Linked DNA regions of Mus musculus: all the other regions are linked to region 5. Evidence: chromatin contacts called from public promoter capture Hi-C data. All regions are on one chromosome and are shown on one strand. The core of a region is the stretch at or near the end of the contact, and the rest is flanking DNA. Distances in the headings are between cores, read along the strand shown.

Evidence for each region. Promoter capture Hi-C pulls out the DNA fragments that hold promoters and counts their contacts.
Region 1: a promoter capture Hi-C map of pre-B cells shows a contact between it and region 5, with 6 times the contacts expected there. The contact joins the promoter of L2hgdh here to the promoter of 3110056K07Rik in region 5. A contact is called at or near these places in 6 of 39 promoter capture datasets (the 3T3-L1 cell line, 3T3-L1-derived adipocytes, hematopoietic stem and progenitor cells and 2 more) and 1 of 115 datasets of contacts at active chromatin or transcription factors (large pre-B cells).
Region 2: a contact with region 5 is called in a promoter capture Hi-C map of pre-B cells, with 9 times the contacts expected there. The contact joins the promoter of Rpl36al here to the promoter of 3110056K07Rik in region 5. A contact is called at or near these places in 13 of 39 promoter capture datasets (the C10 cell line, the HPC-7 cell line, cranial neural crest and 8 more), 5 of 115 datasets of contacts at active chromatin or transcription factors (bone marrow-derived macrophages, embryonic stem cells, large pre-B cells and 2 more) and 3 of 9 other capture datasets (adipose tissue, liver and macrophages).
Region 3: a contact with region 5 is called in a promoter capture Hi-C map of pre-B cells, with 5 times the contacts expected there. The contact joins the promoter of Pole2 here to the promoter of 3110056K07Rik in region 5. A contact is called at or near these places in 2 of 39 promoter capture datasets (frontonasal cranial neural crest and pre-B cells) and 1 of 115 datasets of contacts at active chromatin or transcription factors (astrocytes).
Region 4: a contact with region 5 is called in a promoter capture Hi-C map of fetal liver, with 3 times the contacts expected there. The contact joins the promoter of Atl1 here to the promoter of 3110056K07Rik in region 5. A contact is called at or near these places in 5 of 39 promoter capture datasets (fetal liver, hippocampal neurons, liver and 1 more).
Region 6: a contact with region 5 is called in a promoter capture Hi-C map of pre-B cells, with 8 times the contacts expected there. The contact joins the promoter of Klhdc2 here to the promoter of 3110056K07Rik in region 5. A contact is called at or near these places in 5 of 39 promoter capture datasets (cranial neural crest, erythroid cells, hippocampal neurons and 2 more) and 1 of 115 datasets of contacts at active chromatin or transcription factors (astrocytes).
Region 7: a promoter capture Hi-C map of hippocampal neurons shows a contact between it and region 5, with 7 times the contacts expected there. The contact joins the promoter of 4930512B01Rik here to the promoter of 3110056K07Rik in region 5. A contact is called at or near these places in 2 of 39 promoter capture datasets (hippocampal neurons and liver).

What each region holds. Positions count from the first base shown.
Region 1 is chr12:69,722,944-69,726,554 of GRCm38.p6, reverse strand. L2hgdh (L-2-hydroxyglutarate dehydrogenase) reads left to right here and starts at 1,681. Exons shown (of 10, transcript NM_145443.2): 1 at 1,681-1,901. The coding sequence starts at 1,759. Dmac2l (distal membrane arm assembly complex 2 like) reads right to left here and starts at 1,610. Exons shown (of 5, transcript NM_026536.2): 1 at 1,541-1,610.
Region 2 is chr12:69,182,355-69,186,345 of GRCm38.p6, reverse strand. It overlaps Rpl36al (ribosomal protein L36A-like), which reads left to right and starts at 2,279. Exons shown (of 2, transcript NM_025589.4): 1 at 2,279-2,363; 2 at 3,181-3,612. The coding sequence starts at 3,210. The coding sequence ends at 3,530. It overlaps Mgat2 (mannoside acetylglucosaminyltransferase 2), which reads right to left and starts at 2,188. Exons shown (of 1, transcript NM_146035.2): 1 at 1-2,188. The coding sequence starts at 1,692. The coding sequence ends at 364.
Region 3 is chr12:69,225,965-69,229,894 of GRCm38.p6, reverse strand. Pole2 (polymerase (DNA directed), epsilon 2 (p59 subunit)) reads left to right here and starts at 1,705. Exons shown (of 19, transcript NM_011133.2): 1 at 1,705-1,798; 2 at 3,457-3,557. The coding sequence starts at 1,731. It also overlaps a transcript of Klhdc1 not described here.
Region 4 is chr12:69,891,240-69,894,762 of GRCm38.p6, reverse strand. It overlaps Atl1 (atlastin GTPase 1), which reads right to left and starts at 1,658. Exons shown (of 15, transcript NM_178628.5): 1 at 1,419-1,658. Map4k5 (mitogen-activated protein kinase kinase kinase kinase 5) reads left to right here and starts at 1,600. Exons shown (of 32, transcript NM_201519.2): 1 at 1,600-2,110. The coding sequence starts at 2,003.
Region 5 is chr12:71,014,510-71,018,087 of GRCm38.p6, reverse strand. 3110056K07Rik (RIKEN cDNA 3110056K07 gene) reads left to right here and starts at 2,265. Exons shown (of 4, transcript NR_045055.1): 1 at 2,265-2,581. It overlaps Arid4a (AT rich interactive domain 4A (RBP1-like)), which reads right to left and starts at 2,121. Exons shown (of 24, transcript NM_001081195.1): 1 at 1,927-2,121; 2 at 940-997. The coding sequence starts at 945.
Region 6 is chr12:69,294,559-69,298,201 of GRCm38.p6, reverse strand. It overlaps Klhdc2 (kelch domain containing 2), which reads right to left and starts at 1,521. Exons shown (of 13, transcript NM_027117.3): 1 at 1,055-1,521. The coding sequence starts at 1,207.
Region 7 is chr12:69,787,954-69,791,774 of GRCm38.p6, reverse strand. It overlaps 4930512B01Rik (RIKEN cDNA 4930512B01 gene), which reads right to left and starts at 1,431. Exons shown (of 8, transcript NR_033573.1): 1 at 1,324-1,431. Cdkl1 (cyclin-dependent kinase-like 1 (CDC2-related kinase)) reads left to right here and starts at 1,068. Exons shown (of 10, transcript NM_183294.2): 1 at 1,068-1,132; 2 at 1,511-1,788. The coding sequence starts at 1,621.

The DNA of each region.
Region 1 (3,611 bases), core at 432-2,931, 1.3 Mb after region 5:
TCTTAGTCTAGTGATTAAGGAAAGGTTGAGCCAGGAAGTCTGCATGGGACTGACCTAGGCACATATGTTATACTTGTGTAGCTTGGTTTTCTTTTTTTTTTTTTTTTGTTTTTTTTTTTTTTAAGATTTATTTATTTATTTATTTATTTATTATATGTAAGTACACTGTAGCTGTCTTCAGACACTCCAGAAGAGGGGAGTCAGATCTCGTTATGGATGGTTGTGAGCCACCATGTGGTTGCTGGGATTTGAACTCAGGACCTTCGGAAGAGCAGTCGGGTGCTCTTACCCACTGAGCCATCTCACCAGCCCGTAGCTTGGTTTTCAAGTGGGATAAGCAGGAGCCCGCCTTTGGGACCCTTTTCTCCTACTGGGCTGCCCTGTCTAGCTTCAAGAGGAGAGAATGTGTCTAGTCTTATGCAACGTCACATACAGTGGCTGGTTGATATCCATAGGAGGCTGCCCCTTTTCCTAAGTGGGTGGGTGGGGGTGGGGTCGATAGTGAGAAGAAGGCTACAGCGCTTTGGATGCCTGCTTTTAAAAATTTGGCAAGAATTTGAGGTTGGGCCAGGACTGGGAAGTAGGCTCAAGATGAACACAGCTGAGGACAGAGTTATTTTGTATTTTGATGGGTCTTGATAAGACTCTGAATACAACTATCATGGCACCTTTGTTTAGGCTTTGTTCCTTAACTCTGTTTATGACTTAGGACTGACCTTATTCTTTGCATGTACTTAGAATTGTATAAAAGCAGACTGACTGGAGGAAAAATAACCTTGCTTCAACCTCAGAACGGGCTAGGGTTATGTTAATAGTACTGTCTAATTGTCTTTTTCTTTTCAATTTTTTCATCCCTCCCTGGAGAACCTGTTGACTGAGCTGGCTTAGTCAGGAAGGCCTGAGAGAAGGAAGGGGAAGCTGGGGCAGAGATGTAAATTAATAAAGAAAAGTTTGGGGCTAGAGAGATGGCTCTATGGTTAAGACTGTTAACTGGTCTTACCTGAGGGCCTAGATTCCCAGCACCCACATGGCAGCTCAGAATTTCCAGTTCCAGGCGATCCTGTACTCCCCTTTCTGGTCTCACAAACTCCTGCACATACCTGTTGCAATAAGCTCGCATAGGCACATATACAAGTCAATAATAGAAACCAAAAAAACAACACTAAATGACGACAGAGACCGAGCCGTCTACTTTCATCCAGCGCCTAGCTCAGCGCCCGATATTTACAAGCTGAGTCAGTGGTTGAATGAACAACCAACCAGGAGCCCCATGAAGGGCCCAGAAACCTGCGGGCAATCAGCAGGGTAGTGACAGGGAGCGGCAGGAGGTGGCTTAGTCCCCAGCTCCCGGGCCACAGCGTCGCCAACCGACCAGGAGGCGTGGCCGAAGGAGAGGCCGCAGGAGCCAGGGGTCACCCCGACATGCCCAGCCTTCTCTGGCGGAACAGCGCCGGCGTCCAGTCAAGCCTGTGCGGGCGGAGGTCCCGGAGAGTGGAACCACCACCCGGTCCCCGCCTTCGCCCTAGCTCCTCTTACTCACGGCGTGCTGCGTCCCTGCGCCTGGCCGGCCCTTCGCCCTCGGTCTTTTCCTTCCACGGCGCTCGCTCATTGGCCAGCGGAGACCACGCCCACGTCAGGCAAACGCGCGTGTTTCATTGGCTCTCGTCTGGGGGCGGGGCTGGAGAGCGGCGCGCTTCACCCTTAGAGTCCGTTCAGGTTGCGGGTGCTGGGGTGGAGGGAGGGGAGGTGGCGCAGGCCATGTGGCCGACCCTGCGCTACGTAGGCGGTGTCTGCGGACTGGCCCGGTACTGCGTGGCTGGGGGCTTCCTCCGCGCAAGTGGACCGGCGTCCGGGGTGCCCGGGCTACTGTGCGGGGGTGGCCGCAGAAGCTCCAGCACCAGGTAAGTGAGAGGCGGCGGCCTGCACTTGCTGTTCCGCTCAGGGATCTCCAACTGAACCTGTCTGTGTCCCCCGACTCGATGTCTCTGTCCCCGGCGAGGAAGTCCTGATTCTGTGGTCCAGCCTCGAATCCCAGGAGCTGCTGACCCGCAGGGTTCGTCCACTGCGTTTGTGCGCCATAGGAAAGGCAGTGTTGAGTTGAGGTCCGGAGCTAATCTGGCTCCGAATACACAACTCCTCTCCATTTCTTAACCACTCTAAAGGGTGACTGGTGACTAGGATCCTAGTCTGGCCCCTAGGTGGTCACTTTGAAGATTAAAAGACCTAGCACACTGCCAATAAGTATGCAGCTTCTTAACTATCATCCCCTGTGTTGCTTGGAAAATCCAGAACTTGGCTTCTGTGGGTCAGTTCCTTGCACACACTAGAGTTGTCCTCACTAGAAGCAACTCAGTTGCCTACTGTGAGCTGCCTAGGAAAGCTGGCAAATACAGTGTTCGGTGTGAAAGCTTTAAGGGCGGGGTGGAGGGGTGGGGGTGGGGGAGCTTTTGATTGTTTGAGACAAGGTAGACCATGCGAATGGATTTAGTGGCAGACCGAGGTGTGGCACGACCCTGGAGAGGGGCAGTGTTTTTGTTTAAGACGCGTTTAAAGCATGTTAAACGGTACTGGTTTGTTTTCCTTTGGCTGTCCTATGACTCCGGTGTAGATCAGGCTGGCCTCTAATGCCTCAAGCTATCAACCTGCCACTCCTTTCCTAGTGCAGGAATTAAAGGCACGTGCCACCCAACCTGCGCCACCTTAACTTTTGAGACTGGATCTCTCCCAATTTCTCTCCCTCTCCCTGTCCCCCTCCCTTTTTCCCTCCCCCTCCGTGTGTGTGTGTGTGTGTGTGTGTGTGTGTGTGTGTTTCTATCTGTCACTTGCTTTTTCCACATGGGGTCTCTCTTTGTATCCTGGCTATCTTGTTGACCAGGCTGTCCTTGAACTCAGAGATCTTCAGTGTCTGCAGGGATTAAAGGTGTTTGCCTCCACTGCCTCGGGGCAGGAGAGGGATGGGGTGGGGGATAGGGTCTCTTGAGGTGATTGGTTGGTTGCTCAGTAAGCACGAGGGATCTGCCTGTCTCCCTGCCCCTGATCCCAAGGTTACATGGGTTGAACAAGGAATGCCCTTACATAAAGGTGCTTTGGGTACAAACTCAAGTCCTCACTTGTATGGCAAGCACTTTGCCAATTAACCATTTTCTTATCCCAGTTTTTAAAATACTGATTATTTTGAAACAATTGTAGACCTATAGAAAGTTGCAAAAATTATAGAATGGTTTTATGTCACCTTCCTCCTGTCCCACCATTTGCCTTGGTGTTAATGTTGATACAATGCACACATTCAGGTTTTACCAAATTTATGTGCATTCTGTGTTCTGTGTATAGCTCTATACAGTTTAATCATATTTTGTGTAATCTCAGTTTGGGCATAGAAATGCTCTATTGTGGGCCTGGACACGGGTGCCCTCTAAGGTGTCAGGGCCCGGTTATTAGTGAGCTTTTGAGGATCACCAAAGACGAGCCCTGACAGCTGCCCACAGCTCTGCCAGACACTGGGCTATAGCAGCTGCCCTGGTAGCAACATGAATGAACAGTATCTGCCAAGTGCTGGCTTTCTAATAGTCAGCAGTGATACCAGCCAAAAAGTAAGGTTTAGGGACTTTCCT
Region 2 (3,991 bases), core at 1,030-3,529, 1.8 Mb after region 5:
ATCTTGATATACTTAAAATAACTTTTGAAAGTGGAAAAGTATACAAAGTTTTAGATAAAAAGATTAACAGATGTGATTTAAATAAAATTTCCCCTTTCTTTTTTTATCAATAATCTAATCATTACTTTTAAGCAGATAGACTGAATTTTAAAACCCAGTCCCAAAATGAAAATTTCAGTTTGAAATTTTAATCAGTCCTAACTGGAAAGGATTGCTATGTATCTGGACACCTTTTACAAGAAGTTTATGTATTAAAGCAGAGGCCGGTTCCTATACCTTTATTCAATTGTATATCCCATTGAGACAAATATAAAAAATAGAAGACTGTCACTTTTGCTTTTGCAATTGTGATATTTTTTTTCCTCACTGCAGTCTTCTATAACTTTTACAGAGTTCATGGTCCCTAATATCTCCCCACCCTCCATTTTTCCTAGGTGGGGAAATGGCTGCCATAGGAAACTTCTCACCGATAACTAGAGTTTCCGGAAACAGGTATTGTTTGTTGCTATTTAATAATGACTCAATTTGGGCACTCTGGGTGGATGGCCTACATGTTTTCTTGTGATGCATACCACAGTCTCCAGCATGAAAAATCCTAGGAGCCTGAGGAACTAAGACTTTCCAGATTTTAGGAAGACAAGCTAGAGTCAAATACTGAAGAGTCCAGTCCCAGTTATAATCATCGTAAGTACAGAAAGTGTCCGTGCATTCGATAAGCTTCTGATATGCATCTCGGGTCAAGGCTAGCCCCATGTTGTGCTCTGTCGATTTCCAAGTTTTCACATCTACTTTGTCAGCAATGCCATAGAAACTCCGAATGGTGGTGTAGGTCCCTAGAGAGAGGACGTCACACCCAGGACACTCCTGCTGCTTCAGTTTCCACATCTTTTTGAAGACATGGTAAAAGTCTGGGGCTAAGTAGTGGTCCTCTTCCAGGAAGAGTATAAGGCCAGTGTAATCTTGAAGAACTTTGACTCTTTCCCATACAAAATGCAGCTTCCACCACCAATGGTGTTTGGTTTGTGAGAACTTGGCCTCTCTGTAATGGCCGAAGGAGTCAGGGTATTCGGCATTGATGCACCCCAACTTCAGAGCTGCATTCTTCTTTAGGTCTCTGGGGCAATCTCTAGGGTCACTACCCGGAAACTCATTCGGGTACAGCTGAATGCTGAACGGAAAGAACACTTGCAGAACCGGGCAGAAATCCACCCTGGAGATCAGACTGTTGATCTCTGCGGACCAGAAGTCATGGCTAAAGATGACTAGGACTTCCTGAATACCCTGGGCTTTGCGAAGCGAGTCTATCAGCAACCTGAGGTATTCCGGCCTGTTATGCACCTGGACCACCAGCACCAGCTCCCCGGGGCTCCAGGTGCCGTCATTACCGACGTTCCTCAGCATCTGATCGAAGTTCAACTGGTACACCAGGGACCGGTACCGCAGCGTTAGGTTGTCCACCTCCGGCCGCGGGACCGCGGGAACCAGAGGAGCGGCCGATTCGTTTGAGACCCTGCGGATGCCTACGGACACAGCAAGGTGGCCCGCACCCCGTACGGGCTCCGCGTCCAGCAGCGGCGGGCCAAGGGCGTCGCTCTTCCTTTGTCGCCCATTGCTACTCCAGAGGACGAAGCCGCAGGCGGCCACCACGAGCGTCAGGATTAGCACCTTCCGTTTGTAGATGCGGAACCTCATGGTCTCCAGGGCCCGGAGCGCGGGCGCGGAAAAGAAGCTGGCGGCCTCTGCACGGAAGGGGCGGGCGGGCGGCGCCGTCGCCTTGGCCTGCAGCCCTAGGAACTGGCCCCCGCGGCGGCCCTCGCTAACTCATCCCGGGCTCCGGCGTCCTGGGGCCCGAAGGCTCTCAACTGCCTCGCGCCGCCCGGGCTCCGCGCATCCTCTCTGGCAGTTGCAGCTCCGGCAGCCGCCCCGCCGCTACGAGCCGCGGCTCAACGTCGCCTCGGTCCTCTCCATTCAGCACCCGGGGGTCCCGGAAGAAGCCCCGCCGCGGTCGCCGACACCGTGATTCCTTTACCTGCGCTGCCCGTGGCTCTGCGTCCTCTGCGCGCTCATCCTTGCTCGCACGGCGGAACGGCGACACCGAACGCCGCAGCCTCGCCCCGCTCCGGCAGCGACCGCTCTGACAAGCCGCGACTGGCCTGCGAGCGCCCGGGCCCTCCGGCCCACACCCTCCGCCCCGCCCCGCCCCGCCGGGCGCTGATTGGCGCTTCTCAGAAGCCTCCGGAGGAGGCCGCTGCTTATTGGTTCGCATTCCCGTCGCTCAGGTTCAGTTCCGACTTCCGCTCTGTTCGTCCCTTTCCTGTTCGGCGCGTGCGGTTGAGTCGGGGATCGCGGCGGCCGGTCTCTCGGTAAGTCTGGAGCAGAGCGGTAGCTGCTTCCTTGGGGACCGCGGTCGCCTGGAAGCCGGAGCCGACCTAGCTCTTTGAGGCGTCGGAAAGGGGCAGGTGCTGCCCGCCGCGGCTTGAGGTCAGCCCGCGGCTCTCTCGGAAGAGACCGCTCCAGCATGGCGGCTCCCGGGCGGCGAGGCGTGCTGGCTGCTAACGACACGTCAGCCTTCGGGCCCGCTGGAGAGTGACGGTGCTTTAGAGGGGGTGAAGCCAAAACAGACTGACGTGGCTGGGGGGAAGGAACGAGCCCGGTTGTTGCAGAAACGACTATATTTCGTTGTAAGCCATTCGTAGCTAGAAAACGGAGGGAATTGCTGTGGGGTAGTCCGAGCAAAACTTCTCTACCCGGACGCCACTGCGTTGTCCTTGCAGTGAGACCTAAGAAATTGGACGCTGGTTTGGGGAGAACTGTAATGGCCACTCCAAGTGTCAGTTCCTTTGGACGCTAAGGCAGACCTCAACTAGCAATCCTCTGCCTCAGCCTCCCAGGACACACTCCATCAGGTCTGAGTTTTTAACTGTTAATGCCTCGTTTTAGTTTAAAAAAACAAAAAACAGTTTTTCTATAGGCTTGAAGTGGTAAGGATTGAACCCCGGTGTTTAAGCCAGTGCTCATCCACTCAGCTGCGTGTTGGCCTTTTATTCACGTGGGAAATGAGTACTTGGTGGGTTCACAAATTTTCGAACATTACTGTTTTTTTTTTATATGTTCCTACAAATTATACCTGTTTAAAACTTTCGAGTTTGAAGATCTTTAATGTCTGAAACTTTCTTACAGTTCTCATCGCAGACACTTCTACTGCAAACATGGTCAACGTACCAAAAACCCGAAGGACTTTCTGTAAGAAATGTGGCAAGCATCAGCCTCACAAAGTGACCCAGTATAAGAAGGGCAAGGATTCCCTGTATGCCCAAGGAAAGCGGCGCTACGATCGCAAGCAGAGTGGCTACGGTGGGCAGACAAAGCCAATCTTTCGAAAGAAGGCCAAAACCACAAAGAAGATTGTGCTCAGGCTTGAGTGTGTTGAGCCCAACTGCAGATCCAAGAGGATGCTGGCCATTAAGAGATGCAAGCATTTTGAACTGGGAGGCGACAAGAAGAGGAAGGGCCAAGTGATCCAGTTCTAAAACTTGTGTTCTCTGAGAGGAAAATACTGAAGCAGTAGAGAAATGACCTGCTAGAGAATAAAGTTACTGTTAATGATACCAAGCCTTGTGTTTTGATTCTCAGTAGGATTGCATATTTAGGGGGTTTTGTTTTCAAACATAATTTGAGTCTGGGTCTACCTCTGCCTCCTAAATACTAGAAGTACAGAATTGCACCATATCCTATTTCTAAGGTGCTGTGTTGGGTTGAACCCAGTGCTTTCTGCATGCTAGGCAAAGTGTGTACTAAGTGCCCTACAAGAAGTCATACAGATAAGCAGTAGCTACAGAATAATGGGCACAGAACATATGTGATGGTCATAGAATTCATTCCCCAGATCTGCTGACAAAGGTTTCATCCTTCCACTCAGAATGGCTTGGAGACTAACATTAAATTGGTCACTTGATTAGGTATTTTCAATTTATATGAAAATTATTATTTA
Region 3 (3,930 bases), core at 456-2,955, 1.8 Mb after region 5:
GAGCTCCTGTCTTCAAATGCAAGCACAAAGCAGAGAAAAAGAGCTGGAAGTGGGGTGATGCTATACAATCTCAAAGCCTACTGTCTGAGTTAGAGTTTTACCGCTGAGAACAGACACCATGACCTAGGCAACTCTTGTAAGGACAACATTTAATTGGAGCTGGCTTACAGGTTCAGAGGTTCAGTCCATTATCATCAAAGCAGGAGCATAGCAGTGTGCAAGCAGGCATGGGACAGGAGGAGCTGAGGGTTCTACATCTTGTTCTGAAAACAAATAGAAGACTGGCTTCCAGGGAGCTAAAAGGGTCTCATTGCCCACCCACACAGTGACACACTTCCTCCAACAAGGCCATACCTATAGTCCAACAAGGCCACACCTCCTAATAGTGCCCCTTCCTGGGCTAAGCATATTCAAGCCACCACAGCTGCTCCAGCACAACTGCACCACCTGAATCTCTCCAAACAGCGCCACCAACTGGGAACCAAGTGTTTACACACCAGAGCCTACGGGAGACATTTTTATTCAAACCACCACAGCTGGGATCTCTCTTTGTTGTCTAGTTTAACTTTTCAAAAGTTTTGAAATGCAAAATCAAGCAAATATACACATGCATTCTTTTTACTGTTTTCCTTTTCAGAAAGATCTTAAATATACGCCCCAGAGATAATTGCTTATACCGTTGTAGAAATCATTCAAGTTTTTGGCTTATTTGCCTCTCCCACTCCCACTAAGCCTCAGGTATCTTAGGCTTGCTTTGAACTTGCTGTGACATCAAAGATGGCCTTTGCCTCCTGAATCCTTGCACCTCCCCGTTCTGAGGCCTGGGATTATAGATCTGTGGTCTTATGCCCAGAGCTTTCTTGTGTCCTGTAAAGTTGCATGCTTATTTATAAACAGCCAATTGATTATTCATCTCAACAGCACAAGTATATGTGTGTGTGTGCGTTTGTGTGTGTGTGTGTGTGATGGATGGATGGATGGATTTTTATATAAGGTCTCACTGTGATTCACTGACTGGTCTGGAACTCATTCTCTAGAACAAGTTGCCCAGGTGTTTACAGAGATCCCCCTGCCTCTGCCTTCTGAGTTCTTGGATTAAAGGCATGTGCCATCACACTCAGCAAGAGGGAACATTTTAAGATGTGCTCTACTGAGTCTACTTGTAGGACTGAGAATAACGATTCAAGAGCAGCTCCACCGCACTGGCAATTCACCTCATACCAACCATTTATAATCTTGGGTTTGTTACTCCACCAGTAAAAAAAAAAAAAAAGAAGGTATGTCATGAAAAAAGTGGGACTGCTAAATGATGACAGCGGATCGTGGAGAGGCCCTCAACTAAAACTGGTCGGATGGGAGTGATCGAAAACGGTGAAAACACAGTATTTCCTGAGCATGTGTAGAACCGGGAAACAACGGCTCTACAACTCTCATAGCCCTGGAAGGGAAGACTCTGGGTGCAGGAAGCTTGGGTAGAGTCAGAGTAGAAGAGGGTAGCTGAGTGTCCGGGAAGCTGAGTGTTCAGAAAATGCTTTTGGGATAAAGGAAGCTTGTTCCCACTCTGACCACTCCTACTTCACTCCCTAGGCAGGGTCTGAGATTCCCAGAGGCCCTGCAGTTAGTAAGGCCAAAAAAATCCATTTCACCAGCCCAAGAATATAAGGGCGGGACAAGGGGTGTGTCTATTCCAGGAGGGGGCGGGGCGTCGGCGGTGGCGCCAAATCGCGAACATGGCGCCGGAGCGGCTGCGGAGCCGCACGGTCTCAGCTTTCAAGCTGCGGGGCTTGCTGCTCAGGAGGTGAGTCTCGAGGTAACCTGACCCGCCGCAATGCCCTATCTAGAACATTCTGTCATAAGAGGCGATGTCTCTCCGGTGCATTTGAGGCTGCAGAGCCTACCTGGGTTTCCGCGATCCTGGCGCCGGGTGCGAATGTTACTTCCAGGCTGGGCGGAGCTGCGCGCTGACGCCGAACTGAGCGGGGAAGTTGGGGGCGTGCTGGCTTCTGATCAACGGAGGTCCCCGCCTCTGCAGAATGGGAATCATTACAGTGTTACTTCTGGAAGTTACAGAGAGACGTGTCAGAGAAGGAGAGACATGGGTGAATCCATATGCGTGTCTGTTGGCGATTTATATTGTAGAGTATGAGTCTTCCAAACCCGTCTCTGTGTGGAATTTTCATTATTGCCTGGAGAAGTAAAATTTGGATAGATTTTAAACGTGTTTTTAGTTTGGCTTTTTTAGATTTCCTAGTTTACAATTTGCCCCCAAAGGAGGTTTTCCTGGCTGTAGTGTGTCTTTTCAGTCTTTAAAAATGAACATATCCAAGAAATCTCATATTACAATTTACATTTTATAATACACTTTCCGTTTAAGTACCTGCTGAGATCCGTATAGCTTTCTGAGTCAGAGTGTGAATGTTTTGTTTTCGTAACTGTGAACTTTATGAACCTTTTAGCTTTACGTTTTGCCCAGGAGTGTCCAAGGGTCAACCTGGGTCTACCCAGGGAGAAAGTGATGAATTTAATTTGGTTAATTCCTGACATTTGGAGAGAGGATTAATTGAGCAATAGCTTTTCCTTTCCTTTCCCTTAAAATGTACTATTATAAAGCTGTTGGAAGCTCATTAATTGATTCATTGAGATATACACTCAAGTCTTTTAGCCTCAAAGCACCGTGTGTGGAATTAAACGCCATGGGACTTTTCCTGTGGGAAGACAGTGTGTTATCTAGTGCTGTGTAGTAGATTACCCTCTGATTTAGAGACTCAATGGCACTCATGCCTGCATTCACTGTGGGCCAGCTATCCAGCACAACTTTAATCCCAGCACTCTGGAGGCAGAGGCAGGTGAATCTCTGTGAGTTCCAGGACAGCCAGGGCTATGCAGAGAAACTCTGTCTAGAAAATCAAACAAAAACTTAACTCAGAGTTTCGGCTTTGAGTCTCATACACTCCAGTCAGGACAGGGTCATCTCACATGTCCAGTGTACCCATCTCATTTAGATTTTTTTAAAAACGATTTATTTATTATTATATCTAAGTACACTGTAGTTGTCTTCAGACACACCAGAAGAGGGCATCAGATCTCATTGCGGATGGCTGTTAGCCACCATGTGGTTGCTGGGATTTGAACTCAGGACCTTCAGAAGAGCAGTCTGTGCTCTTAGCCACTGAGCCATCTCTCCAGCCCAATTTAGATTTTTTTTAAAAAGGTGTTTTACCAAGACCTGCTGCAGGGGTTTGTTGTTATTTTACCTGTTCACTTATTTTTTTAATGAACTGTTTCAAGCCTTGATACTTTAGAGGGCTACTTGAGGTTTTAGAGGGAGATATGAGTTTTCTGTTATGTTAGCTTTTTATAAAGCTTGAGTTGTATAAGATTTAAGTAAAAGTTTCCCCCTACCCCACCCTCCGCCCCCGAGAAATTCTTGGTCTCATCTTTTCTTTCTGTCACTAGTGAAGCCACCAAGTATCTGACTGAAGCTCTCCAGTCTGTCACTGAATTGGAGCTAGAGGAGAACCTAGGAAAGATCATCGATGCAGTTGAAAAGCAGCCCTGTAAGTAACATTTCCTGATGATGCTTAAATTGTTATAGCTTTGTGTCCTCTGATTTACATTTAAAAGGATACCGAGGCTCCATTATTAGCACAGTGCAGAGTTCCGAGAGTCGCACAGTAGTGTCTTTTCCCAAAGGGTTGGTTCAGTTGGGACCTCAGGATATCCTGGTCCTTGGTTCCCAGGCTCCTGCCTGGACAGGTGGAGTTACCGCCGCATCTTTTCTATACTTAACTGTTGCACTTGATCTTGCCCTTTAAAGAGTTATGTTGCTGTTCTTGTATATGATTACTGTTATTGCTATTGTTATTTTGCATGTGTGTATACACGTGTGCTCTGTGTCCGTATGTGGAGGTCAGAGGACAGCTTTGCAGC
Region 4 (3,523 bases), core at 409-2,908, 1.1 Mb after region 5:
ACTTGGAAGACTGCTCTCCCCTCACACAACACTGGCCCTCCAGGTTGACTATCCTGCGGCCAGTGTGGTGGAAGGCCTTCAACCCATGAATATCCCACAACGGCCTAGTCACACAGTGGGTAAGGGTGGGTTTGACTACATGACCACCATAAATCCATGACAGTAAACAAGTACTAAGATACCAATAGAACACTTGAAGAGATTTTGAGTCATCGAAGCCAAAAATATGTGCCCACCAAAACAAGTGCCAAGAAGATTTCAAAGAAGGAACTGTTCTTCAACCATTTTTTTTTTCAGTGCAGCACACACACAGGCTTTGTCCCTGGGGCATGTAAGTCTGGGCTTACTTATGTTCCCTAAATAAGTGCTCTTTGTGTGTGGATCACGAGAAAATGCATACAGTCTCTGTTCCGTTAAGGTGTTAATTTAATTTCTTCATTTATTAGCTATAAGAAGTTATTTCTCAAAACAGAATTAGAGTGTGTCTGGAGTCACGTGTCATCTGAAATTTGTTCTGTTGTCGTTTTTTTTTCTAGTTTTTTCAATTTTCTTACATTTTTATTTAATTTTGTGTTTTGCCTGCATGTACAGCTGTGCACCATATGCATATGTGGTGCCTACACAGGCCAGAAGAGGGCGTTGGCCCTCCCTCCCAGCCCACTCTGGATCCCAAGTTGGAGTTAATGAGGAGTGGGCCGCCACGCAGGTGCTGGGAATCAACCTCTGAGCTGCAGCCGGTGCTGCTAACAATTGGGCCATCTTTCCAGTCCTTATCTGGTTTTCCAACTGAAAATCTCTGTAAGACTCTAGAAGTAACTTTACCAGTATACATAAAATTGGCAACTTCATTTCTACCTTAAGAACAAGACTGGAACTCAAATTACAAAAGAGATTGAAACATTAACCAAATCACTTCTCATAACTCCTGCCCAATATTTTGGGCATTGTTAGTTAGGCCTCTTACATTTTAAAGCCTCTTACATTTTACACTCCTCTTTACAATGCTGTAAAAATGGTTTACAAACATTTCTCGGGTGTCAAATGCAAAACCTATCCTCTTCCAGCTACAGATAAGGACACTGGGATGTTGCCACGTATGCCTTGTCCCAGATCACCTACTTTGGAAGCAGAATCAGACAAAGGTCCCTAGCTTTGCTTTAGCATCTCTAAAACTCCTCCCATTAACACTTGCAATATTGCGGTGATGCCCAGAGACCACAGAAACTTCGAAAGGAATTGGGGTTTTCAAAAATGGCTCTGGGAAACCCTGGTGGAAGACAGGTTCTGCAGGTGTGCGGTCCAGCCTCGGAACTGGTACCACCGGGAACAGTGTGTGGAACAGGACGGTGCAGTCGGGTGTGCCGGCATTTAGTTAACCCGGCACTCCCCCACCTCCTGCCCGGGCGGCCTCAGTTTACCTGTACCGAAAGGAAGCAGAAGGCAGCGCTCCGGAGGCCTGCGGACAGACCCTCCTCCTCTAGTCCGCCGGCCACTGGGCGAATCCTGGCCGAGGCTGGGCGGGTCAGACGCCGCACGAACGCCTCCGGCGCCCCGCAAGCAGCTGGGAGGCGGGGCGCGGCGGCGTCCAGGGTGTTGTGCACTCGGCGGGCCTCAGGGCGGCAGTCTGGGCCCGCGGCCTGCGTTCTCGGGCGGGCCAGGCTCGATCCGCGCCGGCCGCGAACGTGTCTCCCGGTGACGCAGCCGCGGGTGGGGAACGTGGTGCGGCGGCGACTGTGCGCACGGCCGTCTCGGAGAAGACGCGGGTCTCCGACGCCGGCGCTCGGCCAAGAACGGACGGCCTCTCGGGTACGGCCGGCGCGGGGCCTGGCGGGACCGACGAGGCCCGGAGGCTGCCGGGGTTGCGCCCCGTGACGCCCCCCGCGCTCGCTCTCGCCGGTGCAGGCGCAGCTGCGAGCCGAGGCTCCATGTTGGGAAGCGCCGCGCGCCCTCGTTAGCGGGAGACGGCTGCGGCGGGCAGAGCCCCGGACTGGGCGCAGCGAAGATGGAGGCCCCGCTGAGGCCTGCCGCCGACATCCTGAGACGGAACCCGCAGCACGACTACGAGCTGGTGCAGAGGGTCGGCAGCGGCACCTACGGGGACGTGTACAAGGTGAGGCCCCGGCCCGGCCTGCGAACGTGGGGCACCCCCGGGATGCGCCGGACCACAGCGTCCGGCCAGGAAGCGGCCCGGAGCCCGCCGCACCGTTCCGAGCACCCTGGGTTCCCCATCGGTTCTAAGGCTAGCGACCGGCAGACTTAACCGCACCTTCCAGACCACGGCTGAGCTTTTTTTGTGGTTTTAAGGCGTATTTATGGTATTGAAGTTATTCCGGAGGATGGTTTGGTGTTGATGTGGGGGGAAAATGCTTCGCGGAAGGCGGTAGATAGGAAAGAGTATTGTAAATCTAGACCTTTGCGTCCTGTACTGGTTTGGGTGAACTTGCCTTGAAAAAAATCTCTGTGGAACCGGACTCTAAATTGTCAACTGTAAGTAATCTGGTTCTGGAGTAAAAGGATTTGTGTGTAAACATGACAGCCTGTAGGAAGATGTCTTTGGGGACCGGTGAGGTGGCTCAGGGTGTTAAAGGCCCTTAGAGCCAAACCTTACTTAGGACCCCAGAACGGTCCCCGGATTCTCTTGGTGGAAGCACGGATCCCCCACACATACACACTCACACACTCCCAGGAAATAAACAAAGTGTAATGAAATTTAAACATATTTAGAGGAAGACCTTTGTCACCTGGCAGAAGTTTAGGCATTTTGTATCTGGTTGATAATAATGAATATAACTTATGGGGTTTTCCTACTAAACTAATTCCTCTCTATGGGATTTATAGCATTCCATAATCATGAGTGGATAATTACTGCTACCCTTTTTACTGGTCTCTTATATTAAGACAAATAATAATAAATTTGTAATCTGCCGTTACACAACAACAAAAAACATGCCATAGCAAAGCAAACCGATTTCTTAAGTCTGCTAAGTTTTTGAAGGGTTCAGAGGAAAACACTGTCCAATATTCCCTCATGGCTTTTGTTCTTTGTCCCAAAGGGGCAGAGTTAGTGCAGTTCCTTATGGGGATTAAGAAAAAGCTTATTTTTGACCTGGGTGTTGGTGGTGCACGCCTTTAATCCCAGCACTCAGGAGGCAGAGGCTGGTGGATTTCTGAGTTCAAGGCCAGCCTGGTCTACAGAGTGAGTGCCAGGACAGCCAGAGCTGCACAGAGAAACCCTGTCTCTAACACCCCCCCCCCCAAATAAAAGCTTATTTTCCTTTTGCAACAGCTTGATATTTTGACCTATGTATGTATCAGTATGTTCCAAACAGCAATCTGCATAGAGCCCTGATGGCTGTGTTTCATGAGTAATTGCTTGACCCCACTGAGGTATGTTGACTTGCACAGGTATAATGCAAGGAAAACATCTCTTTTCTCTGCTTGTTTTTGAGTAATTTTTTGCTGAGAGTAGTACCTTGGGGTGATGGATTCTGAGGTAAGAACTCTGGGTAGGCTTTTTACCCCT
Region 5 (3,578 bases), core at 1,016-3,515:
TGCTCATCCTGCCAGCACTTGGGCAGACGCAGGAGGACGTCAAGGGAGTTCAAGGTCAGCCTTGAGAGTCTACATCGTGAGTTCCAGGCTAGCCCGGGTAAAGTATACTGTTTCAAAATAACCGAAACAAAAACAACTATATATTTTCTATTTACACACACGCACACACACACCGAACACTAAGTACAACGTTAATCATGCACGTTTAAATGTCAGTCTACTTAAAAAGAATAAAAAATGAAGAGGAATACTTTTTGGTAAGTATCTGACCAGAAACAAACAAGAGCCACAGTATCCTACCGAATTCTGAGGAATGTTATGAAAGCTTTCTTTCCCTTCAAGCAGGCTGCCACTGATGTTTGTAAGATTAGGAAGCTTCAAAAGCTACACATAGAATCCACGTTTTAAGATATATATTATGAAGACTGAACTAATCAATCTAAATATTGTCATCACCTTAGTTTACTTTCTTTCCCCAAAAATATACAGAACTATCTCTCTTACTCAAGCTACATAACATGTCTTTTAGAAAATGGCATTGGTAGTGGAAAGGGGGAAGTATAGGTTTTAAAGAAAGCAAAAGCAAAGCAAAACAAAAAAACCTTGCAAAAACCAAAGCAGGACAAAAGCTTTTCTTCTTGAAAGGTGTTTTTGACACTGAAGTGTTTGAAAATCGAAAGACTGCACCGATCTTCTCAAAGTGCTAACTGCTAGAGAGTGTTGGACCGCCTGCATTTATACACACACACACACACACACATTCGAACACGCACACACACACACACACACCCCTCACCCATTCACATGTCATTTTCCTTAAAGTGCTTCTTAGTAAAGAAATCAATTCTAAGTAACAAAAAGCTGCCATTCCACAACTGCAGCCTCCGGACTGGCAGCGTCCGGGGCACAAGGCTAAGAAGAAGAGTTGGCTCCACTTACCTTCATCTTGACTGGTGACCTGTGGGGTTCCAGCTTCCTCGAGTTCTCTTCCCGGGCGCTAGAGCCAAAGCAGGGAAAAGAGAGGCAGAGGATCAGTCCAAGGCGGGGTGAGACCCGGAAAGAAAGTAAACAAATGCAGGCGGGGAGGGGCCGAGCTCCGCGGCCCCCGGGACAGACCCCCGTCGGGCAGCCAAAGCCTGGCGGGCAGTGAGCCCCACGCGCGCCAAAGGGCAGCGCGTCCCGCCCCTGCCCGGCCGGCCGGCCCACCGCGCCCCCGCCTCGTCGGCCACTCGCAGCCCCCTGCGCCCCGGCCTCCCGGGTCCGCGCCCCGCCGGGCCCCGACTCTAGCGCGCGCCCCGCCTCCGCCGCTCGGCCCCCTTGGCCCGCCCCGGCCCGGCCCGCGGCGGCGGCAACGGAGTGTCACGGCGCCATTGCTCTCCTGCCTCCGCTCTGCACCATGTCAGGAAGGAGAAGCGCTCCTTCACCCGGGGGGCAGGGGCGGCGGCCTGCGGCGGCGGCCGGCGCGGGGGGACCCGGCGGGGGAGGCGCGGGGCGGGGAGGCGGCAGGACAGGGTGTGGGAGGGGAGCGAGCCGCACCGCCGCAGCGGCCGTCTCCTCCCGCGCCCGCCTCAACTTTTTGTACAGCCCGGAGAGGCGCGGGCACCCCGATCTCCGCGGTCCAGCAGCGGGTCCTCGCCAAAGAAGCACAGCAGAGTTGGGGGCCGGTTCTCCCGGCAGCCCGCTCCTCCAAAGCAAACTTAGCGGCGCGGCCAGCCCCACAGCCATTTTCCCGGGGAGGCGGCGGAGGCGGTCGTGCCCGCAGTTGCCGCCGCGACTCCAGGACCCGATCGCTGCCCGGCGCCCCGGGCACAGCCCGCCCTGCATCCCCCTCTCAGCCTGCGGAGCTCCCAACTGCACCGGGACCCCATCGCGGCAGCAGCTGCTCCCGCCGCTTTGCCCATTCAGCGGCCCCCGCTGACTACCTACCTACTGCGGGTGCAGAGCGCTGTCAGCTCTCCAGTCTGCCGCCCCACTGATCGCCGTGGGTCCCCGTCCGGGCAGCACCGCTCCCGGCCGCAGCGGCAGTTCCTGCGCCGGGTTCCCCCACTCGCCCCGATTTACTGCCACAATCCACCAAATAACAAGCTGTTGAGCAGACTCGCTTCTACACGAACTCCTATTGGCTGCTCATGACGCCGAATAGCTTCGGATTGGAGCTCGCTGTCTGCCTTTCTCATTGGATGTAGCTGGGAAACTTCCATGATTGGTGCGGAAAACAGCAGGTAGGATAGCTTCCACTTCTGATTGGCTGTATCCGAACACGCACGTTATTGGAGGATAGAGGATTGAGTAAGAGAGCCCAAAAATTTGATTGGAGGAGCCGACTCCGGATGTGCTTGACTGAACACTGATTGGAGAACAAGGGGTCAGGAAGAGCAGTTCCGCACGAGGATTGGGCGGTGGCGTGTCCCATGGAAACGGAATCCAGAACTGCAGCCAGGGTTTTTCACGGGGGCGGAGCCGGCTCTTCCCCAGGCGCCTGCGCCTAACCGGTTCCCCGGCGCCATTTTGTCCCGGCAGCAGCAGCCCGCAGCTCTATCCCATTTTCTGTGTCTGGAGGGAAGGACGCGGACTCTCTCGGGTAGGTTTATTTCAGTGTGGCACCGGCTTACCCTTCCCTCCAGGACAACGCCTAGCGAAGGGTGGAGGAGTCACGGAGTCGTCCGAGAGGTCTGTCGGAGGCTCCCGGTGTCGGGTGGCCTCGGGGGTGGCGCAGCGCTGGGAGCACCGGAAGCGAGGGCGGCCATGGGAGCCGCTGTCCGCCGGCGGCGGAGCGTGGCTGGGGGGGCGTGGAGGAAGGGGGCGAGGTCGGGGGCGCACGTGTAGGTGAGTAAGCGGCCCTTTGCGCCCCTTCACTCGGGATGGCGGGATTTTACTGACACCCCCCCCCCTTCCTCCCGGCATAGCTCTGTCTCCCTTTGACATTGCATTTCGGAAGCTGGGTTGCGGTCTGCAGACACCAGGGGCCCAAGGTGGCAGCCACCTTGGTAAAAGACGGAGGAGGTGTGGTTTCTAGAAACGTCTTGCGTGGGGAAGAAGAGTTATTTCCTCCAACTGTGAAGCTTGGAGGAAACGTGGAAGCCCCGGCTTTCGGAATGCTGAGGAATGTGCCTGCCAGGACAGACGCTGCTGCCACTATGACCTTAGACAAGCGACTCTTGTCACTGCATGAGGCGAATACTATACTATTTTTTCGAAGAAAGTATTAATGCTTCAGGAAGGAACGACAGTTTCTTAGATGAAAGGGTTTTCTGGACCAGATAGACATGGATTCTGTCGTCAGCACATTGTCTTGTTAAATGACACAAAACTTAACAATTGGGCAACAGCTTATGCCCTAAATTAAAATGTGAAATGTTAACCCCAGTAAATTGCACAGTTGAGTACGTCTGAACTAACGCCATATCAACTAGTTAATATTTGTTGTTTTTGTTTTTTCAAAATTTGTTAAGATTGTGAAGTGTATTTTGGTAGTTTTACTAAGTCATGTCTATCTTTTTAAAATCTGCTTAGTTTTGGTGATGCACAAAACTAGAAAATGGTTGAGTAAACAGTTGAGGATTTTTGTTTGTTTTTCT
Region 6 (3,643 bases), core at 272-2,771, 1.7 Mb after region 5:
TACACACCTGCTCTCTACTATAGTCACTACACACCTGCTCTCTAATCTCTAGAATTCTCGACATCGACCTCTAAATACCTGATTCCTGGAAGCCAGGGACAACAGAATGCATTAATTCACGCTGGCAAAATAACTAATGGTTAAACCGACAAGGTATGGGACAGTTGTCTCAAAATGGCCACCTATGATCAGGTCGTCAGTACTATAAGCTATTAGAGTCCTTAAGCAAACCACAGGCGCAGAGAACTGGACTTCCCAAGGGGGGTGGGGGGGCGTCATTTTAACACTAAAATAGTTTTAGGTCAAATGGCTCAAATGAGTGTGCACCACATGAAATCCAAGAACTAGAGTGAGTGTATCATGGAATTCTAAAACCAGTACAGAAGAACCAGTGAGCAGCGGTTTAAGGAGGTAACTGAGCAGTATTCCCCAGCTCGCGGTATAAAACAATGCAAATGACTAAAAAGATACTTGGTCACAAAGTCCAAAGGCCTGCACTCCAATTACATACGCTGCTGGGGATTCACTGGCTATTTTTTCCTTTAAAATCCGCAGTAAGGCCTACTGAGGAGCAATCCTTTCTCAGCTGAGACCAGTTAAGAAAAATGGCCCTGCGTTCAAACAATAGATAGGTGGGGGCATCTGCACAGGTGTTGATGACACCGTTACACCTTCGGGGAGGTTGAGCAAGCGATTCCTGTGGCCTTGGTTCACACAGTGACAATATTGTTGAATATAGTGTCTGTCGGCTAAATGGCCCCAGCTCCGGGCGACCGGGCCCAAAGGTATATGAGTGATTCTCACACACCCTCGCCCCCACCCTTTTCCGTACCTCGGGCCACAGTCACCCGCTACGCGACCCACAATAACAGAACCTCGCTCCGCTCACTCCAAAGACAATGCGTAGGGGGTGCGTGGGATAGGCTGACTCATAAGTTCAAGAGAGCGGTGACAATAGCCCAGGATCCCCGAATCCACCAGGGCAGGGCGGGAAGATGCTCTCCTGAATGAGCAAGAGCCGCGGCGGCGATCGTGCCCACTCCGCCCTACTGACCTTGTAGCCGCCCCAGACGAACATGTGGCGCCCATCGCTGACAGCGACGTGGCCGCTGCGTTCAGCCGGGCAGGCCAGCTCCATGGCCTCGTAGTTCTCGAAGGCCGGGCCCGGCAGATCCTCCGCTCGAGCATCCTCGTTGCCATCAGCCATCTTGAGGCTGCACCGCTGGCCACCGAGACCGCTCCGGCCCCGCAGACGGGAGACAAAGGAAAGCGGAGCGGTGGACCGCGGCGCGCAGCCAGCGCTGACGACCCGCCTGTCCTGCGCTACGCCTCCGCCTCCGGGACGAGCGCTGGGGCGCGCGCCGACAGCGGCTGCGGGTCTCGCGGGGACCGCGCCGCGGCCGGGTCCTGGCTCAGAGCGGGAGAGCGGCCGACGGGGCTCGCACTCGCAGCCCGCCCCGCCTCCGGCCGCCGGGGCCTTGTTTATGCCGCCGCCGGAAGTCGTCCGCAGCGGACACTGTCCCCACGCTCCGGAAGCGCTCTCGCCCCCTGCGCTGCTGAGCCTCCCGTCGTCCGGTCCCACCGCAGTGCTGTCCTACTGCTGTGTAGTCCTCCCAGTCGGGCCCTTGGGCATCTGAGTCCTCCCAACATCCGTCCTCCCGCCTCAGGGTGCTCTGGCCTGGATAGTTCCTAAACCATAACAACCCACCCTTGGGGAAAGAATGCGAATCCCAGACTCACAATCTGGGCTTCTAAGAGGCCAAATGAAAATTACGAATTATTTAAACCCAATTCCTCGCCCATAAAATAAGGCTGGTCTGGAAAACACTTCAGGCTCCTCATTTAAATGGTGGCTCTCCGTGCTGCTCATCTTGTCTTTTTTTTTTTTCTTTCTCCCTCTCTTCGTTTTGGGACTGCTAAATATATACTGAGCAAAATACACACTTAACAAAAACGACCAAAAAAAGCTTTTCTCTTTGAAACTCTCACCAGTTGCTGGAGATGTACTTGCTGAAACACAAGAGTTAAGGGTCTGGGGTTTGAGATTAAAGCGCTGGGATAAAAGGTGTGCTCCACCAGGCAGATTCTGTTTCTTGACCAGATTCATCCAGGTCTCCCTGGGGCAATTTTGCCATGCAAGAGATGTCCAGTGCCCTTGGTGCTGTGCTGAGGGGGGCCTTCCTCACTGCCATTGCAAGAGACAGTCAGAGAGAGAAATGGCCTTCCTGCTGCTGCCCAGGGTGTATACTGTCAAAAAGAGATTGGCAGCGTTTCCACCAGCCACTTCGTGCTGGATGACACTGGAGAAGAAAATCTAGCATCAGTTTCATGTTTGGCGGGTAGAAGACATCTCTCACTGTTGGCCACAACCTCTCACACTGCAAATCTGCTGTAATGTGAATGACCAATTTGCACTAAGCTGAGGTTTGTGGTGAGCAACTGATCGTCCAACAGTGGAAATCACCTTGCCCTAGGGGTCAGGAGCATGCAAGTGGATATTCCTCCACAGATCAGCCTTATTCCAGATGAGCTGCACTTGGACACATTTTACTGCCTCGTGATTATTGTTTGCAAGAAAAATTTGATGGTGTTGTGGGGATAGCCACTAGAGAGGACAGCTCAGACATGAACTTAAGGCAATAGAAAGTCTTTATTAGTTTGGGATCCCAGTGTAGCAACGAGCCTTTCTCAGAGTGAGCTTTTAAGCACAAAACCCATGTTCTGGACGGATACACTTCAGTTAACAAGAACAGTTAGCATCCCAGAGAATCTTGCCACAGAAGCCAGATGAAGGTAATCTACACCACAGAGCCACTGCTGTCCCTTGTCCTCAAGAGACTAGACTTCTGTCACTCCATGAGACTATCAATAGTTACAAATAGTCCTGGGCCATTGTAGAAGGATTTTTATCCAGCAACATGGCTACTCTGATTGGAATACAGACACACCCTTAGCACACACTTTAATCTCAAATGATGAAGGTAAAGTTAGTTTGTAGAAGGAAGCACCCATGTTTGAAAGTGATGTTTAGTTGAATAGCAGACATAGTGGCAGATCAGAGAAAGATTTGATAGAACAGGATGTACCCAACGCTCACAAGGAGAGGAAAGGGGAACTCCTCAAGGGCCAGTGCAGAGAGAGAGAAGAGGCAGCTTTACTTGGAGAGGGTACAGAGACAAGTTGCAGAGAGAGAACATGCTAGCCACAGGTGAAGACAGAAAGCCAGAGAATGAGAAGGAGCAGAAGATTAGAACATGTCGCCAAAGTTAGTTATGAGGCCAAGCAGAGCAATCAGGAGAAGCCAAGAGAAATGAGATTGAGGGCTGGCGAGATGGCTCGGTCGTTAAGAGTGCCAACTGCTTTCTGAAGGTCCTGAGTTCAAATCCCAGCAACCACATGGTGGCTCACAACCATCCTTAATGAAATCCGATGCCCTCTTCTGGAGTATCTGAGGACAGCTACAGTGTACTTACATATAATAAATAAATGAATAAATACATAAATAAATATACAAATACATAAATACATAAAAATTTTTAAAAAAAGAACTGAGATTGAATCAGTCAGCTTGGAGAGGAGTTTTGAATCAGAACAGCTGAGTTGAACCAACCAGAACTCAGAAAGAACTAGAGAAGGTGAGTTT
Region 7 (3,821 bases), core at 182-2,681, 1.2 Mb after region 5:
AGCACCATGCACGGCGTCTATAGCGGCTTCATGTATAATCACCCCACACTGGAAACAATCCAAATATCCTTCAACCAGGATTGAATAAACAAATAAATACCAGTCAGTACGTTCATACAACAGAACGCTACCCGGCAATAAACAGGAAGACACTGCTGCTAAATGCAAGATGTGTGTGGCTCTCAGATGTATTCTGTGAAGTGAGAATCTGACTCAATAAAAGCTGTGCACTGTATGTTTCCATGTACGCGATATTCTGGGCAAGGCAAAGCTATCGAGAAGACAAAAGTCAAAAAGAGTAGGCATTCACATTTGCACATGATTTCTGGGGAGGGTCCCAGACCACCACGAGTCTATTCTAGTAACTCATTATACCTCTACCCTTTGCCAGGCAGCCGTCACGCTCGGTATGCCCAGACCCAGCTTCCTCTTGAGCTCTGTGTACATTTGCATCGCACGTTCCTTGCCCCGGGTTGGCCAGGTTTCACATCGTGCGTTTTCTCTGCTGTAGCCCTGCCGCCAGCACACAAGCACCTCGGCGCCTAGCATAGGGGATGGAAGGGCTGACAAAATGTAGAGGCTGTCTGTGCGATCCTTATTTCAAGATTTCCTGCATCCATCAACTGCCACTGTCACTGTACTGAAACAGGTTCAATAAGAAGGTGATTGGGGAAAGAGTCAAGGCAATCAAAGCAGGCTCTGCACCGCCAAGACCCCACTACATGGGAGGGAAGGCCATCCTGCCTCCCTCTATTGCCTCACTCTCTCTCATTCATTTTTCGAAGCTGCAGCACCGAGCAATTGCTGTCCTCCGGGGTTCACAGGCGAGGAACGGACACCAAGGAGTGGACGTAATAAGGTATGGACCTGGTCACCCTAGCCCGAGCAGGCTGCTAGGACAGCCTGGGAGCAGGCGTTCTCCCTGCAAACTCTCCATGCTGTGATTTCCACGATTTAAACCCTCTGGACCTGCAGCGCGGGGTCAGGGACCCGGCCAAGTGGCTGCGGGTACAGCAGGGCGGAGGGCGGCCCCGCCCAACCGGCGCGGTTCCCATGGGGATCGCAGCAGTCACCCAGCCGAGCTGCAGGCTGCTGTGCTAGAGCTGGGCCGAGAGGCGCCTCAGGAGTCAGGGTGGGAGGTCCCCACAGTCCCTGCAGTTCCCGCAGTCCCCACGGGCCCGGTTGCCCAGCCGGTGTCCTCTTCCGGAGGGAATTGAGACCCGAAACTAGAACCGGGGAAGCCCTTCGCCTTCCTGGTGCTCCAGCCAGCTCAAGTGTCTTAGATCGTATGAACCATAACGTTAAAAAGATAGATTATCTTACAGCTCGGCTCGTTTTTGGATGCTGGCTACATCTTTAGCTCGAGGGAATGAAACAGACAACTGAAATTAGGTCACCCATGGCAGCCACCTGTAGACTCCCAGCCTTGACCGCGATGTCATTGCTGGGTGGGGGTGGAGTCCACACCTGGCTGATCCTTATTCTTTAACTCGCGCCTTGTTTTCTCTAGATCGCGGACGACAGCCCTTACTTGATGAGGCTCGAGAGAGGTCAGTTCATAAACGACCTTTAAAAACTATATGAAAATCCGTTCTCAAGAAGACTTGCTCCTCCTCTGTAATGGAAAAATATGAAAAAATTGGAAAGATTGGAGAAGGCTCCTATGGGGTAGTGTTCAAGTGCAGAAACAGGGACACGGGTCAGATCGTGGCCATCAAGAGGTTTCTGGAAACCGAAGATGACCCTGTCATAAAGAAAATCGCCCTTCGAGAAATCCGCATGCTCAAGGTAGCTAATTTGCTTTTTCTGTGCTAGATAGATGCTCTGGGCTGAGGCTCTGCCCTCTTCCCACACAGCCTTTGTCTTCAATGGCACAAATCAGAGTCTGTGCGCAGAGAACGGATTATGTAAGAGTAAGAAGGTGGACAGGAGAGGTGTGGGGCTCTCTTGGCGTCAACTGCAGACAGTCTTTTCACGGGTCTCTAAGAAGCAGAATTTAAAACAACTCGACTTTGCTAGAGTTTTTGAGTTTTGAGCTTCCAGCTTGTTTTCATTTTGTATTTTTAACCCATTGTCCTGTTTTCTTGGGCTATATATGCATCTGTATATGTGTGTTCATGTGTGCGCGCATAAATGTGTGTGTGTGTGTGTGTGTGTGTGTGTGTGTGTGTGTGGCATTTGGAAGCCAAAGGTTAACACTAGCCATCTTCTTCAACCATTTTCCCCCTTGTATATGGATACAGTGTCTCACTAGGATTGCTAGCCAGTGCTCTCCAGGATCTAGTACTGGGATTGCAGGTGGACAGCTGCCCTCGGGCAGCATTTATTGTGAGTGTTGGAATCTAAGCTTAGGTCCTTGGACAAAGGTGTTCATTACAAGACAAAAGTGTGTTCCCTCTTATTCTGGAAAGAGGCTTCTCTGAATTTCTCAGAGGCAATGCAGCTGCTACTGCAGGATGAGGCAGGCCATGGATGGCTCCCATGGGGAATCAACTGTGCTTCAGAAAGTGTGGCCTCGGTGTTCTGTCCAGACCCTGGCCAAGTGTATGAGTGGATGATGCTCTCAGAAGGGGTGAACTCAAATGTTTGTGCCGGTTCCCAGCTGGGGTCCTCTGCCTACTCTCCTCCACACAGCCAGTGTTGCACTCTGCTCTCGTGAGCCACTGACCATGTCCACTTTCTCAGTAGAAGCTGATAGCTGCCTTACTCTTTATTTAGCATCATCATTGTCAATATTATTACTACTTTGTGGTGTTAAGGATTGAACCCAGAGACTTTATCAAATTAACAAAACCTTCTCTCACCGAGGCACATTCCCAGTCTTCAATGGGTTGATTTACTCAATAATAATAGTAATAATAATAATAATAATAATAGGCTAGAAAGATGGCTCAGTGCATAAATGTGCTCACCACCAAACTGATAGCCTCAATTTGATCCCTTGGTCCTACATGATAGGAGAGAATCGATTCCCCCAAGTTGTCCTCTGACCTCCATGGTACACAGTAACACTTATGTGTTCCATCCACCAAAATTAGTGTTCCCAGGAGCACGGTGGCTGTTCTCTTTGGCTCAGAGAATGTCCTCTCCGACCTCCCAGCACAGGTACGTGTATCTCAGCACATTTTATTATCACTGTGTTTCCAGGTGTAGCTCCCCGAGTTTCTCCTTCCAAGTCAATGCTAACTGAGTGAGAATCAAGGCCCCCAGGTTGACCTCTGACCCCACAGTGCTGTGTAGCAACTGTGTGTTCACCTACCTAAATAAATAACAATGTGAGGTGTGTGGTGAACACCACAGAGCGTGTGAAAGCAGGAAGCCCCCACCCTCTACACCAGGTGCTCAATGTTTCTCCTCTAGTCTGAGTAAGGTGGTGGGAGATTACTGGTTTTATGTCTCTTTAGCTCCAACTCTTCAAAATTATATGATATTCCTAATATCCAGTATGTACTCGGTGAATATATGATACCTAAGTGAATTGAGGATTTGTTAAATGAAGTCATATTTTCTTCATTGATCCAATAATTCTTACTGAGCCTAACTGTACCTTAAAAGAGTGTTGTGCAAAGATGTTTCACAAGCTCAGCTCTTGGGAAGTAGGTGGAGTGAAATCTACCTACTACCACCCTTTTCACTTCTGGTGTACTGAGACTCTAATGAGCAGAGCCTGTGTCACTGACATTGGGTCCCAGGGGGGGCTGGCAAGAGCTCTTCTGGTGCCGTTGATTAAAGAGAGCAAGTTAGAAGCGGATTTCGACGTTTGAGCGAGACTGAGATAAAGCAGCTGTGTTTGCGGTGGGCTGAGCTGGACCTTGAGGTGA